Regions from separate parts of the Ovis aries genome. Here regions 2 and 3 are each linked to region 1. The links are chromatin contacts, called in public Hi-C maps. All regions are on one chromosome and are shown on one strand. The core of a region is the stretch at or near the end of the contact, and the rest is flanking DNA. Distances in the headings are between cores, read along the strand shown. Region 1 holds the start of CENPM (centromere protein M). Region 2 holds the start of MEI1 (meiotic double-stranded break formation protein 1). Region 3 overlaps CCDC134 (coiled-coil domain containing 134).

Region 1 (4,880 bases), core at 831-3,330:
ATACCCACCTGAAGCGTTTTGTCTTTTTTTTTGGAATCCTCTACTTCAGCCCATTTCCATTTATTCCTATTACTCATCTGCCTCTACCCCTCAGCTTCTAATTCAAGACTACCAAAAAGTATACAAAATATAACAAAAGTTAAAACACACACACACACACTCCTAAAAGTTCAGTTACCTAAAAATTACTACTATTAGTGTTAGAACATTTTTCTAACTATCTTTCCATGTACAAATGTATACACATTCAGACACTAGAATACAGTAGATGGAATCTAAAAATAGGATAATAGTATTTCCTTTTTTGGTAATGATTGCCATCTTGCTCAAGGAAGGCAATTTTGTCCACATTTTCCTTTAACTCTGATGCTAATTATTTTTTTAATCTTTTCCTATTTCTGAGCTACAGGGTTGAGTTTTTTTTTTTTTTTTTTTGATCTGTCGCATCAGGGTTGAGTTTATCAGTGATAGTGTTTGGTGTTCTATAGCCTAAGAGCCTGGTAAGACAGGTAGGGCACAGATGGACCTATAAACAATCTTTATTTCGAGGGAAAGATGATGTTCTCACTAGGAAAAGGCATCTCCAATTCCCATAAAGGAAATATGCTTTAGATTTGGATCATTCAACATAGACCCTTGGAGCTTATCTTTCAATCGGGGAGAATGACACCCACACATATTCAGTCACCTGACTCCTGCCAGCAGCTGTTTCTACTCCCTATCAGTTAGAAAAAGGAAAGCAAAATATACTTTAGTCACCTTTTCTCCAAATTTGGGGAATATCTGAGTAACTAACTGTTCTGGGCCGAGTACTGCTCAAGGCAGTGGGGCTTCCTCACCAGCCAGCAAAAGTGAAAGTCCCTGCCCTCAAGGGGCTAACCTTGGGGTGGCAGACTGGAAACAAGTAAACAAACACGTGAACAAGGAAATTTCTTTTTTATTAAAAACAACAACAACCACAACCAGCTCTGGCCAGTTTTATTACAGAAAAATTGTACATGGTTTACTTTTCACCCGTCTGCTCGGGCATGCTTCTAATAATACCAGAATCACCTGGATCAATGATAGCCAGTGTGCATCCTCTAGTATTTTCCATATGCTGTGCCCAATTCAATATTATTGCCACTGTAGTGATGGACATCGGTTTTGGCCAACGTGGCATAATATGGAAATTTCTTTAGAGTGACAAGTGCTAGAGGGAAACAGAAAAGCTGGCGTGACAGAGAAGTGACGGAGGACGCTTCACACGGACAGATCGCGCGTCAGGACGGAGGCTCCGAGCGGTGGGTCCAAGCTCGCCCCGCCTGCGCCGGCCTCTCTGGCCTTCCGCTCCACTCATATCCACTCCACCCCGCTCCCCGCTCTCCCCTGCGCCCAGGCCAGCGATCGGACATCTCCAGCGCAGGCTACTTACACCTTCAGCTCTGAGGTGCAGTCCGCCTTGAGCATCGAATCGGCCAGTTGCTGCAGAAGAGCATCCTCCGTGCCCACCAGCTGCCCAGAGAGAGAAGGCGGCCAATGGATCCCTGGATACAGCAGCCCCGCCGCTGGGCCCGGACAGCCGCGACCCCCGGAGCGCGCGAGGCCCTCTTTACCGAGAGGACTACGGCAGGCATTGGTGAGGGTCTGAGGTGTGCACCCGCTCCAGTTCCCCTCACTACCCGCCCCCCTCGCCCCTGAACCCTCCCTGAGACAGCCTCGTTTCTACCGGAGGCCTGACCCGGATACAGGGGGAAAACCACAACCGCGTCTTGGACCGCCTGCATCTACCCTGCGCGCGGGCTCCCGGCGTCAAGAGGCCAGCTAACTCTGATTGGTTCAGAAAGGGGCTCTCCCGCCCACCACGCTCCCGCCGGAGCAGCCCGGGCCAGAATCTCAGAACGCCGCAGAGGGCCTGGCCGCTGAAGCGCGGCCCAGGAGGAAAGGCGGGCGCTGGAATCGGGGCTGCTGACGCCTACCAAGATGGTGGCCGTGTTCAGGCCAGGCAGCCTGTCCAGCGGCCGTAACACCGACATCCCCGCTGACTGACGGAACTGCCGGTCTCAGGGTGCGCGCCGCGCTTTCAAACAGCCCTCTGGCTCGTCCCTAGTGCGTAACCGCGGGACACGTGACACTATCTGGGCGGGGCTTCCTGTGGGGCGGGGCCAGACAGGGCCTTCTTAAAGGAGACAATACCATTTTTCCTTTAAAAAAATTCATCTTTTATTGGGGGATAGCCGATTAACACACCATGTTGTGATAGTTTCAGGTGAACAGAGAAGGGACTCAGCCATAGAAACACATGTATCCGTTCCGCCCCACCCCCCCAAACCCTGCTCCCCTCCAGGCTGTCATATAACATTGAGCTGAGTTCCATGTGCTAGACAGTAGGTCCTTTCTCAGGGGAAGTTTTCCACGGCTGCCCCTAGGCACCAAAGGTGCTGCCTGCGAGACAGGACTTTTATTTCACTACTGGGAGAAAGACTGTATTCAGTGATGTGTTTATTCATTTTTCCTTCACTCATGGTCATTCCAGGTGCTCTTGTTCAGTCGCTCAGTCAGTTCAGTTCAGTCGCTCAGTCGTGTCCAACTCCTTGTGACCCCATGGACTGCAGCACGCCAGGCCTCCCTGTCCATCACTAACTCCTGGAGTTTACTCAAAGTCATGTCCATTGTGTGATGCCATCCAACCATCTCATTCTCTGTCATCCCCTTTTTCTCCCGCCTTCAATCTTTCCCAGCATCAGGGTCTTTTCAGATGAGTCAGTTCTTCGCATCAGATGGCCAAAGTATTAGAGTTTCAGCTTCAGCATCAGCCCTTCCAATGAATATTCAGGACTGTTTAGTCACTAAATCATTTTTAACTCTTTGCGACCCCATGGACTGCAGCATGCCAGGCTTCCCTGTCCTTCACAGTCTCTTGGAGCTTGCTCAAACTCATGTCCATTGAGTTGGTGATGCCATCCAACCATCTCATCCTCTGCTGCCTCCTTCTCCTCTTGCCCTCAATCTTTCCCAGCGTCAGAGTCTTTTCCTATGAGGCAGCTCTTCACATCAGGTGGCCAAAGTATTGGAGCTTCAGTTTCAACGTCAGTCTTTCCAATAAATATTCATGGTTGATTTCCTTTAGGATTGACAGGTTTGATCTCCTTACTGTCCAAGGGACTCTCAAGAGTCTTCTCCAACACTATGGTCGAAAGCATTGGTTCTTCGGCACTCAGCCTTTTTTATGGTTCCAACTCTCATATCCATACATGACTACCGGAAAAACCATAACTTTGACTATATGGAACCTTTCCTGACAAGTGATGTCTCTCTTTTTTAATACGGTAAATTTGTCTCTTCCAGCTCAGTTGACTCATTCCTTGTAGCTGCTCAGAACAAAATCTTGGGTCATTCTTAGCTCCTTTTCTCTGCACCTCACAGCCAATTTCTGGTTCTGTTCTTAAAATGCATCCAGAAGCTGACCATTTCTCACCACTTGCACCCCCCAGTCAGGAGAAGATGCTGGTATCTCTCATTGCGTCTACTGTAGTAGACTTCTCACAGGCTCCCTGTGTCCACACTGATCTCCAGGGCTGCTGGCTAGTCTCATACAGCAATCAGAGTCTTCCTTTTGAATAAGAAATCAGAGCAGGCCACTTTTCTGGTCAAAACCCACTGGTAGTCCCCCTCTCACTCAGAGTACATTGCAAACGCCTTACATGACCTTTGAGGCTCTATGTGTTCTGACCCTTGACGGACTCCCCAGCCTCATCTTCTGTCTTTCTCTCTTTAACACCTGCTCCCAGGGGCTTTCCTTGTGGCTCAACTAGTAAAAAATCCACCTGCAATGCAGAAGACCTGGGTTCTATCCTTGGGTTGGGAAGATCCCCTGAAGAAGGGAAAGGCTACCCACTCCTGTATAATCTAGTCAAGGCTATGGTTTTCCAGTGGTCAGGTATGGATGTGAGAGTTGGACTGTGAAGAAAGCTGAGCACCGAAGAATTGATGCTTTTGAACTGTGGTGTTGGAGAAGACTCTTGAGAGTCCCTTGGACTGCAAGGAGATCCAACCAGTCCATCCTAAAGGAGATCAATCCTGGGTGTTCATTGGAAGGATTGATGCTGAAGTTGAAACTCCAATACTTTGGCCACCTCATGCGAAGAATTGACTCATTTGAAAAGACCCTGATGCTGGGAAGGATTGGGGGCAGGAGGAGAAGGGGATGACAGAGGATGAGATGGCTGGATGGCATCACCAATTCGATGGACATGAGTTTGGGTGAACTCCAGGAGTTGGTGATGGACAGGGAGGCCTGGTGTGCTGCAATTCATGGGGTCGCAAAGAGTCGGACACGACTGAGCGACTGAGCTGAACTGTATAGTTCATGGGGTCGCAAAGAGTTGGACTGAGTGACTTTCACTTCATTCACCGGGACCTTTGCCCCTGCGGTTCTGGCTGAAATGCACTTGCAAATAGTCACTTGGCTTGTTTCCTCACTTTATTCATGTATCTGCACCAGCGTCACTGGATCAGAGGAGGCTTTCTGAACAATCTCATCTAAAATAGCGAGTGTGGGACTTCCCTGGTGGTCCAGTGATGAAGACAGGGCTCCCGAAGCGGGGGGCCTGGGTTTGATCTCTAGTCAGGGAATTAGAGCCCGCGTGCTGAGACTGGAGATTCTGCGTGCCTCAGTGAAGATCCTGTGTTGCACAACAGAGACCTGACACAAATAAGTAGAAAATAATAATGAAATAAAGTAGCAAGCCCTGGGATTTCCCTGATGGTCCAGTGGTTAAGACTCTGAGCTTCCAATGCAGGGGTCCTGGCTTCCATCCCTGCTTGGGTATCTAAGATCCCACGTGCTATTCAGCTCAGGGAAAAAAAAACTTATGTATATATAGCAAGCCCTCTCATAA
Region 2 (4,880 bases), core at 1,305-3,804, 200 kb before region 1:
CTTATTACTGTGAGACAACAATTTTCTAATTGTCTTCTCTGTCATTATATGGATGATCTTCTATTGGCAGCTCATAGTAAAGAGGAACGAGATACATTTTTTATTCATGTAAAGAAAGCTTTAAGTGATTTTAACCTTCAAATTGCTCCTGAAAAAATTCAAACTAAATTTCCTATTTCATATTTAGGTGCTATTTTAAAACGACAAAGAATAAAACCTCAAAAAGTCCAAATTAGACAAGATAATTTGAAAACTCTTAATGATTTTCAGAAGCTTTTGGGTGATATTAACTGGTTACGTCCCATGTTAGGGATTCCTACACATCAATTGCGTCATTTATTTTCTACTTTAGAGGGTGATACTGCTCTTAACAGTCCTCGATCTCTTACTTCTCAAGCAAAAGAGGAATTACACTTTGTAGAGCAACGGTTGAATAAAGGGTTTCTTACTTATCTACAACAGGATCAACCTATATATTTTATAGTGTTCCATACTCCCTATTCTCCTACTGGAGTTATTGCTCAATCTGCAGTGTTGGTGTTTCATTCCGTCGCCGGCACTCAAATACTGGTTCTCAAGTCATTAGAAGCTGGAAACAACAAGGAACTGTTTGCCTGCTAGTGCCTAGGGCTTCCCAGGTGATGCCTGTGGTAAAGACCCCACCTGCAATGCAGGAGATATAAGAGATGTGCATTCGATCCCTGGATCAGGAAGATTCCCTGGAGGAGGAAATGGCACTCCACTCCAGTATTCTTGTCTGGAGAATCCTATGGACAGAGGAGCCTGGTGGCCTACGGCCACAGGGTCACAAAAAGTTGGACATAACTGAGCATGCACTGTGTAGTCCTCCTGACTTATGGCCTCCAGAACTGAGAGAATAAATTTCTGTTGCTTCAAACCACCAAGTTTGTGGTAATTTGTTAGAGTAGCCATAAAAAACTAATATACCCCAATACTTAGCAGCTTAAAGCAACATTAAACATTTTTTTTTTTTTTTTGCCACACCATGCAGCACACAGGATCTTAGTTCTCCAAGCAGGGATCGAACCCATGCCCCTTCATTGGAAGCCGAGAGTCTTAACCACTGGACCACCAGGGAAGTCCACAGAAGCATTTGTTAACTCATAGCTTCTGTGAGTCAGGAATCCAGGCACAGTTTAGCAAGATGACCTTGACTTATCCCCTCCAATGCTAACAGCTTGCTGGGCATTTTGGTGCTAATTAAATTCTTGTAGATTGACCGATTTGCTTAATATATTTAATAAACCAATTTTTCTTCTTCAGGATTCCTTCTGGGCTCACAAAATTGCAAGTACTGTGTAGCTCTCTGTGAGAGGATATTTTAAGGGGATCACCTTAGAATCTCTGAGAGAAAGGCATCACCTTAGATTGTCTGAGAGAAAAGTGTCACGTAAATTTAAAATGATAGTGCTGACAGTTTTTGATAAAAATCACCGAGATCATTTAATTTTTTAATAGCACAAATAGATTGTTTCCTTTCCTTTGTTTTTCAAGGCTAATAACAGCGCCTTTATAAATGCTTTTCAACCTTCGGCGTGGTGAAGCCGAATTCCTGCAAGTTACAGGAGCAAACATCATCTTTTAGGATTTGAAATAGCTCAACTGGAATTCCATCACATCCACCAGTTTTGTTCGTAGTGATGCTTCCTAAGGCCCACTTGACTTCGCATTCCAGGATGTCTGGCTCTAGGTTGGTGATCACACCATTGTGATTATCTAGGTCATGAAGATCTTTTTTGTATAGTTCTGTGTATTCTTGCCACCTCTTCTTAATATCTTCTGCTTCTGTTAGGTCCATACCATTTCTGTCCTTTATCGAGCCCATCTTTGCATGAAATGTCCCCTTGGTATCTCTTATTTTCTTGAAGATATCTCTAGACTTTCTCATTCTATTGTTTTCCTCTGTTACTTTGCCAACAAAGGTCTGTCTAGTCAAAGCTATGGTTTTTCCAGTCGTCATGTATGGATGTGAGAGTTGGAGTATAAAGAAATCTGAGTGCCAAAGAATTGATGCTTTTGAACTGTGGTGTTGGAGAAGACTCTTGAGAGTGCCTTGGACTGCAAGGAGATCCAACCAGTTCATCCTAAAGGAAATCAGTCCTGAATATTCATTGGAAGGACTGATGCTGAAGCTGAAACTCCAATACTTTGGCCACCTGATGTGAAGAACTGAGTCATTTGAAAAGACCCTGATGCTGGGAAAGATTGAAGGCAGGAGGAGAAGGGGACGACAGAGGATGAGATGGTTGGATGGCATCATCACCGAATTGATGGACATGAGTTTAAGTCCAGGAGTTGGTGATAGACAGGGAGGCTTGGCGTGCTGAAGTCCATAGGGTCGCAGAGAGTCGGACACGACTGAGTGACTGAACTGAACAGAACTGATAAGAGCAAACAGCTTTGAGCCTAGACGTACAAGACGAGTCCTGAGTCCCTTCACCCGCCTTTAGGTGCCGCTGCTCGCCCGAATTGCCAGGTACTCGGTTTACGCAGGCGCGTTACCCTCCTCTTGCGCCTGCGCCGAGCTCTGCCCAGTGCGCTTGCGCATAAACTAGGCGGGAACAGTGCTGTCGCGGTGGAACGCCGGTCGAGGGATGGCTGTGAGGGAGGCGGCGGCAGGCCTCCCCGGGCCCGGCAGGGACGAAGAGGCGGCGCTGCTCTTCGAGAGCGCCCATTACCGGCACGAGTCGCGCTGGCTGCTGCCCGTGTCCCCACGCTGCTGCCTGGCCTGCGCGCTGGAGCTGCTGCCGGAGCCCGGCGTGTCGGTGCGAACTGGGTCCCAGCATTTCCCTCACCAACTAGGCCCTCCCCTCAACGGAGCAGGTCGCTTGAACCTGACTCACCTCCGGGGAAACTAAGCCGGGCCCCGGCCTGGTTAAATTTGGCTCCTACCCAGGCCCGCCCCTCACCCTACCCCGCAGGCCGCCCCGCAGCCTCTTTCATAACGAGGCCCTGACCTTGGCTCTGCGCCTCGTGTGGGCCTACGCTCTCCGCACTAAATCCAGGGCTCTCGGGGCCCTCCAAGACTCATTGGCACGCGTTCCCAGCGTTCCTTCTGCCTTCCTCTCAGCCGTCCGCCCTTTGCTGACCCTCCCCTTCTCCAGGGTCCAGCCTTCGCTCAGGCTCCCTCCAGCGCAGCCTGTGGGCCGGGCGCACACACCGCAGGGCCTTATTCCCTTCCGCTCTGAGGGAAATGTGAGGCGGGGGCGCCTTGGGCTCTGTGGCAGCAGGAATGGATGTTATGGGCAGGCGGGAGTGGGGTGAGGGGAAGACCTTCTGAGAGGCAGAGCCGGCTGGAGCGTGACATTCCCGCTCCCTCAATGTCTGCCCACTTGTCCTGTGAGTTTTTTGTCCATGGACGCCTCCAAGTAGAGTTCGGGAGATAACTTGTTTTTCAGATTCTCAGGAGGGGAATTCTTACCATGGGGTGGGTGGGGAATCAGCTAGATCAGCGGTCCTCAAGGTTTTGCTCTGGGGATACCGTTCCACTTTTTAAAAGTGTTGAGGACCCCACAGAGCTTTTGTTTATTTACTGTGTTGAAAGTAACAAAGTTTAAGATACTCATTTAAAAATAATAGTAAATCCATTACATATTAATGCAATTCTTTTTATTTTGCCCAAAAAATAGGTAACATCCCATTTACCATTTTGACTCTTTTAAATGTACAGTTCTGTGGCATACATGATTTTCAAAATGAAAATACTTTCAAAACAGCAGATAATGGAAGGAATGTCTGTTTCACATTTTTGCAAATTTTGTTAACATCTGATTTAATAGAGGACGGCTGGATTTCTGCGTTTTATCTGTTGTGACATATCTCCTTGGAAAAACTCTGCTGTAAACTCAGTAGAATAACTGAAAAAGTCAAATAGCATCTTAGTATTATATGGAAATAATTTTCTTCTTGTGGATCCTATGAAAGGATTTTGGGCATACTCTGGGTCCAAAGACTATACTCTGAGAACCGCTGGACTAGCTGATAACATCTGTAATATCACTGAGGCTAAAGTTCTGAGACTGCCATTCTTGGAGAGTGAGAGATACAGAGATGAATAAGATAGTGAGGTATGGGAGAAAATAAGAACACATTTCTGGGAATTTAGAAGCTGGACATGTTTATGGTAAGTGCTGTTTGGTGGGATAAGGAGTGAAATTAAGGAAGTTTTTTTTTAAGAGGAGGAAGCATTTGAATTACACTTGAAAAGATGGGTGATATTTGGGCCAGAGGAAATGGGGGAGCTTTTTCCAGGAGGTGGGATTAGCAAGGATGAGTTTGGGGAGGTCATTAGAATGTGTCTGAAGGGAGCTGAGGGAGGTAATATTGGAGAGCCACAGTTGAGATCAGTTCCTGGAAGAGTTTGAATCCAGGCTAAGGCTTGGATCTAGCGGGTGAAGGAATGTCATTGAAATTTTTTGAATAACTCATTGAGGTCACTAGCTTAATGAATCATGTGGGAGGAACTGGTGAAGTTCAAGAACGAGAGACTTGTACAGGTTAGAGGCAATAAAAGACGCAATTCACCTTTTATTGAACGTACTTGTCTTAGCTTCAGTTTTCACCAACTGAAGGGGTAATGTCAGTTGTACCTATGTTCATGTTCTATCCTCAGTACACCCTTTTTTTAATCTATCTTCTGTTACTGTCTTGAACACTTTGCACAGCTGCTACCCAGTTTCCTGTATAGGGAGGCAAATTGAGTGTGAAGATTTATGCCTGCAATGAATGGAAGGATGCATTTTTCTCTGCCTACTTCAGTGAGACTTATGAAGGGTCCCCAGTATCATTCTCATAGACTGTGGAAAGAGCCTTGGACAAGACCTGGTTGGATACTTAGATCTGAGTCCTTGGCAAAGTCT
Region 3 (4,880 bases), core at 1,507-4,006, 130 kb before region 1:
TTGCTGCTCACTAGCTGTCAGCTTCAGTTTCCCATGTGTGAAATGGGAATTACAGCCACATGTCTCTCTGAAGGTGGTTTTGATGATTTGGTGACATGAATGCCTCAATACTCACTGTACATGTGGTCAGCAGCCTGTGTGCAACAGGCACTGTTCCCTTCTCTGGTTAGTGGGCTTGTCGCTGTCCTCTGGAGGGTGTGTAGGGCTGGCCAGGAGGCTGCAGAGGGCCATCTCTGCCAGCCACTCACCAGAGTCCTCTTGCCAGCTTTCTCCCAAGTGGTGGAGAACACAGCCTTCTTCGGTGACGTGGTGCTGCGCTTCCCAAGGATCGTGCACCACTACTTTGACCACAACTCCAACTGGAACCTCCTCATCCGCTGGGGCATCAGCTTCTGCAACCAGTCGGGCGTCTTTGACCAGGGCCCCCACTCACCCATCCTCGGCCTGGTAAGGACTGGGGCGGAGGAGGTCCAGGAGCCCGCTATGTGGTTGCACCATGAGCCTCCTTCAGTGGGGCTTGAATGTCAACCCTTGGTTGCATTTTCTCTGATAAGCCTCCGGGCCACTTTGAGGTGCCATTTCAAGGGCTTCTGTATTGATCTTGGTGCCTGGGGGTCGTCACCTGGCCCACATCCGTCCCAGCCTTGGAGGGAATGGCCTGCGGGTGAGCAAGATGCGGGAGAAGGCAGACGATGACTAGCTTTTCCTCATCCGCAGATGGCCCAGGAGCTGGGGATCAGCGAGAAACACTCTGACTTCCAGAACCCATTTAAAGTAGACCGCACAGAGGTGAGCTGCTGGGGCCTGTGGCCCTGTCTGCACTGTGTCTGCAGGACCCTGGGAGGCCAGGGCCAGCAGGACCTGCAGCACCTAGAGTAGAGTGTGAGGGCTTTGGACTTGGAGCCAGAAGTGCCGGGGTCTGGGTCTAACCTACCTCTCACTCACTGGTACCTTTGGGCAAGCTGCTGGCCCTGTCTTAGTCTCAGCTTCCTCTCTGTCCATGCGAGGTGAACCTCAGCTATGGGGGTAGTGAGGGGCTATGAAGACATCCATCCCAGGGCACAGTAGGCACTGTTCATGCCAGGTGAATGGTAGGGAAGCCATGGGAGGTCAGGTGCTGCTTCTCTGCCCTTGAGCCTCTGAGCACCCAGCCAGCTTTCTGTCCCACATTTCTGCACGTGTTCTCATCCTAGAGCTGAAGTGGGCTCTGAGGGCTGGAGGCCGCAGAGGGAGCAGGACAGACAGCAGAGGGGAGGGTGGGGTCAGAGTGGCTGGGCAGGAAGGGCTGGAGGACTGGCCTCCGCAAAAGACAAGCTCTCCCCAAGTGTCGGGGGGTTACCGCTGAAGGTCTAGGATTTTGCTACTGTTTCATGGATGCTGACAGGTTAGAGACATCAGAGTTCATTACAGCGAAAGCAGTTGCTGTCAACCTGGTCATGCGGGTTTGCCTTATTTCCCAAGTCTTGGTTGGTGGAGAGAGGTGAAGCAGAGGGGTCCAGACAGATGCCAGTGGGTTTGTATCAAGTTGAGAAACACCAAGCTTGGGAAATCCACCACCTTTGTAGTGAAACAGAAGCAAACGTGGTCTTTGTTTGTAGGCAGACATTACCTCATCCTTCAAGGTAACTTTTTGTAAGCACGACCTGAGAAATAGCTCAGGTACAGAGGGGTCAGGTGTACCCAACAAGAATGCAGGGACGCTCAGGGCCATAGAGAGGATTCCATACACACTCCCACCACCACCACACACACCAGTCCATCCACCAGCCCTGTGTGTCTTGGCTTAACTATCATTTCTACATGAATGCCTTATTCCACATCATAGTCTGATCAGTAGAGACTAGGACCACGTTTGTTTAGTTCATCTCAGGCTGCTACCAGTCGGACTGTAACTAGCAAGATGAGGCCACGTGCAGTGTCGATCTTAACCATAAGCTCCAGGGTCCTGAACTCAACCAGCTCTGATAAGTCCTGGGGGATCAGTAGAACTTATATTAGAAAATTAGGATGTCATATGAGACCAATCTATTACCTCTTACCACCCACACAAGAGTTCAGACTGAGCTGCTGATATTCAGTGTCATTGCTAGTGGCTACCAGGGCCAGTCTGTGTGTGTGTTCAGTTGCTCAGTTGTGTCTGGCTCTGTGTGACCCCACAGACGGTAGCATGCCAGGCTCCTCTGAGCATAGGATTTTCCAGGCAGGAATACCGAGTGGGTTGCCATTTCCTTCTCCAGGGGATCTTTCCAACTCAGGGATCGAACCTGTATCTCCTGAGTCTCCTGCACTGCAGGCAGATTCTTTACCACTGAGCCATCGGGGAAGCCTCATACTGGGGCCAGTAGGTAGACCCAAAGCCATCTTCATAACGCAGTGGGGAGGCATTCCATGATCCACTGTCTCCCACTTGATTTGGGTCACCATTGCATTGTTTGAGCTAAACAATGGGGGCAGTGTTATCATGGAGTTGTTCAGCTGCCTCAGTTGCCCTGTGTGGTATAACCCAAGGTCGATCAAGGATCAGGACAGGTGGAAGGATCCATACCAAGGTTGGACTGAAACAAGGTTGTACTGGTCTGTGTGTCTGCGCAGGGTTACTTCGGGAGCTGCCTTTGATGGCAGCAGGCAGAACCAAATAGTTCAGCAGTGACCTCGTCTATGTGAATTTTCCTGTCACGTGGTTGAGAATGACACCCTGGACAGTTGGTCTGACTCAACTGCAGCTGCCACTTGGCTTGCACGAACCCTAGGATTGTTTGGCCAGGCAGCAGTGCTGGCTGTAAGGGACAAAGAGAATTAATTGTTCCACATGCCTCCTGGGGGCTAAGGCAGTCCCTCCCTAGAATATTGCTGCAAAATCAACATGTCACATCCCAGGACCTATAATTTCACTTTTCTCCAGTTATTCCGTACTTTCACTTAGACTTTTTGTCTGAAAGGGTTAGAAGTGAGTGGGACAAGAGCATTTTTTGCAAAATTTTCACAGACACCTATTTCCCATCTTGGCCCACATGGGCCACTACAAGGGGACTTGGCAAGGACTGTGCTTAGCCAAGTGGTCATTATTATTTTTTTGGAAAGAGGGGGCTGTGCTGTGTAGCATGTGAGATCTTTGTTCCCTGACCAGAGATCGATCCCATGCCTGCTGCAGTAGCAGTATGGACTCTTAACCACTGGATTGCCAGGGAAGTCCCCCAGGTGGTCATTATTCTGATGATCTTGGGCCATACTGTTCCATCCAGGGTCTCTAGGTGGTCGAATCAGAGCTTCAGAGTCCTCTGCTTCATGTCAGTCTGTGGTGGTGGGTGTACCGCCATATCTAGTACAGTGACACGTATAGGTGGCAGTGCCGTCAACCGGGCGGTGTCAGCTCGATCGGCAGTTTGATTCTGATCAGTCTCATCAGGGAATTGGCTGTGGGCATCTAAACGAGTGACCCAGACTGTCCCGTTGTCAACCATGGTTTGTTTCCACAGGTCATGGCCCCCGAGAGGGATAGCCGTGTGTGACCTGCCAGTTTTCAGCCTGCTTATCTGCCAGACCAGATGGCTAGGACGCTGACAACAGTCAGTAAGAATACAGCATGCCTGGCCGCTAGAAATACCATCTAGGCAAGAGTCACGGCTTTTAATTCAGGTTGTTGTCTTACTGGACTTTATGACAGTTGGTCTCCCAGCGTCATCCCTGGAGCTGGATGGCTGCTGCCGCCCATAGAAACCCACCCCCAGGTTGGTAATTTGCTGGGAGGACTGAGTCCTGTGAGTCACTGGTTAATACTCCTGTGTGTCGTTGTCCTCAAGGCTCTGATTTATTACAGTGCAAGAGATCCACAGTAAAATCAGCAGTAAAAAAGGTAAAAAGGCTCCTGGGGTGAAGTCTAAGAGAACCTGGACACAAGCTTCGATGTGTCTCTCCCAGTGGAGTCACACGGGGCACACTTTATTCCCCCAGCCACAGGTTATGAAAACGTGTGAGAAGCCGTCTGTTAGGAGAGCCCGTTAAGGAGGCAGCACCCAGAGTTTTTACCAGGGACCGGTCACGTAGGCACCCTCTGCCTAACACATACCAAAATTCCACACTCCAGAAGGGAAGCACGTGTTTGTGGCATAAACAACACTTTTGTACGGTTTAGGCGCAGGGCGCCACTCTTATCAGTCAGGGTAATGGAAATCCCTCCCAGAATCCTGGTTCCCAGACACCAGCCAAGGGCCGAGTTCCGAGATGCCAACCAAAGGCTGGCCTTCGACGAAGGCCCTCCAAAGGAGAGCAGTCAGGCCAGCTTGATTAAGAGCACCATTAGCGCTTCATTCAGATGAACAAATCAGTGGAGTTCCTGAGTAGAGGAACCTCTGACTCAAGGTCCCTGTTCAACTAGTGGCTTTGCTTCAGGTGACGGAGTGGGCATTTTGGTTTTTCACGCCAGCATAGCTGCCTCCCCTTCATGTGAAACCAAGATGACACACCCTGCACGGCGGCTTGCTGCCGCCACAGCCCTGATAAACAGCCTGGACAAGAGCAGCAGGGCTGATTGTTGGTGTACCCAGCAGGGACACACAGGCAGGCTCCAGGCCGTGGCAGGTTGCCTTTCCCAGCGTGGGCTCTCATGGAGCTGTTTTCCTGCTGCGATGCTGGCTCTCCTTGCCCTACAGATCATGAAATGAATGCCTCTCCCACAGGAGGTAGACCTCAGAGAGAACAGGCTCCAGAGAGCTGTGATTCAGTGTCATTGTAATATGCTCTGCTTGGATATAGTCATACAGAAGCAGTACGCTTCCCTTCTCATCAGCTGGGGCCAGTCCCAAGATTGTACTCACTTTTCAGTATCCAGTGTAGACCCCTCCGCCAGCAAGGTTCTGAGATGACCTTTTTTTTCTTAAAGG

The links. Hi-C and Micro-C count contacts between places; a contact is called where the count stands out from the background.
Region 2: a contact with region 1 is called in a Hi-C map of tail adipose tissue, with 4 times the contacts expected there. The contact joins the promoter of MEI1 here to the promoter of CENPM in region 1. A contact is called at or near these places in 8 of 16 Hi-C or Micro-C datasets (blood, liver, mixed tissues and 2 more).
Region 3: a Hi-C map of muscle shows a contact between it and region 1, with 4 times the contacts expected there. The contact joins the enhancer-like site here to the promoter of CENPM in region 1. A contact is called at or near these places in 10 of 16 Hi-C or Micro-C datasets (blood, hypothalamus, liver and 4 more).

Annotation. Positions count from the first base shown.
Region 1 is chr3:218,783,908-218,788,787 of ARS-UI_Ramb_v3.0, forward strand. It overlaps CENPM (centromere protein M), which reads right to left and starts at 2,081. Exons shown (of 6, transcript XM_004007022.6): 1 at 1,959-2,081; 2 at 1,415-1,494. The coding sequence starts at 2,015.
Region 2 is chr3:218,586,241-218,591,120 of ARS-UI_Ramb_v3.0, forward strand. It overlaps MEI1 (meiotic double-stranded break formation protein 1), which reads left to right and starts at 2,555. Exons shown (of 30, transcript XM_060413599.1): 1 at 2,555-2,786. The coding sequence starts at 2,616.
Region 3 is chr3:218,650,410-218,655,289 of ARS-UI_Ramb_v3.0, forward strand. CCDC134 (coiled-coil domain containing 134) reads left to right here. Exons shown (of 8, transcript XR_006059491.2): 5 at 266-447; 6 at 718-789. Among named protein-coding and RNA genes, the nearest start is that of CCDC134, 6.7 kb to the left of the region's middle. Within about 2 kb of position 2,757, at least 14 of the 54 cell types and tissues checked have an H3K27ac peak or open chromatin away from gene starts, as enhancers often do. A contact at or near this core is called in hypothalamus and muscle, where this site is marked.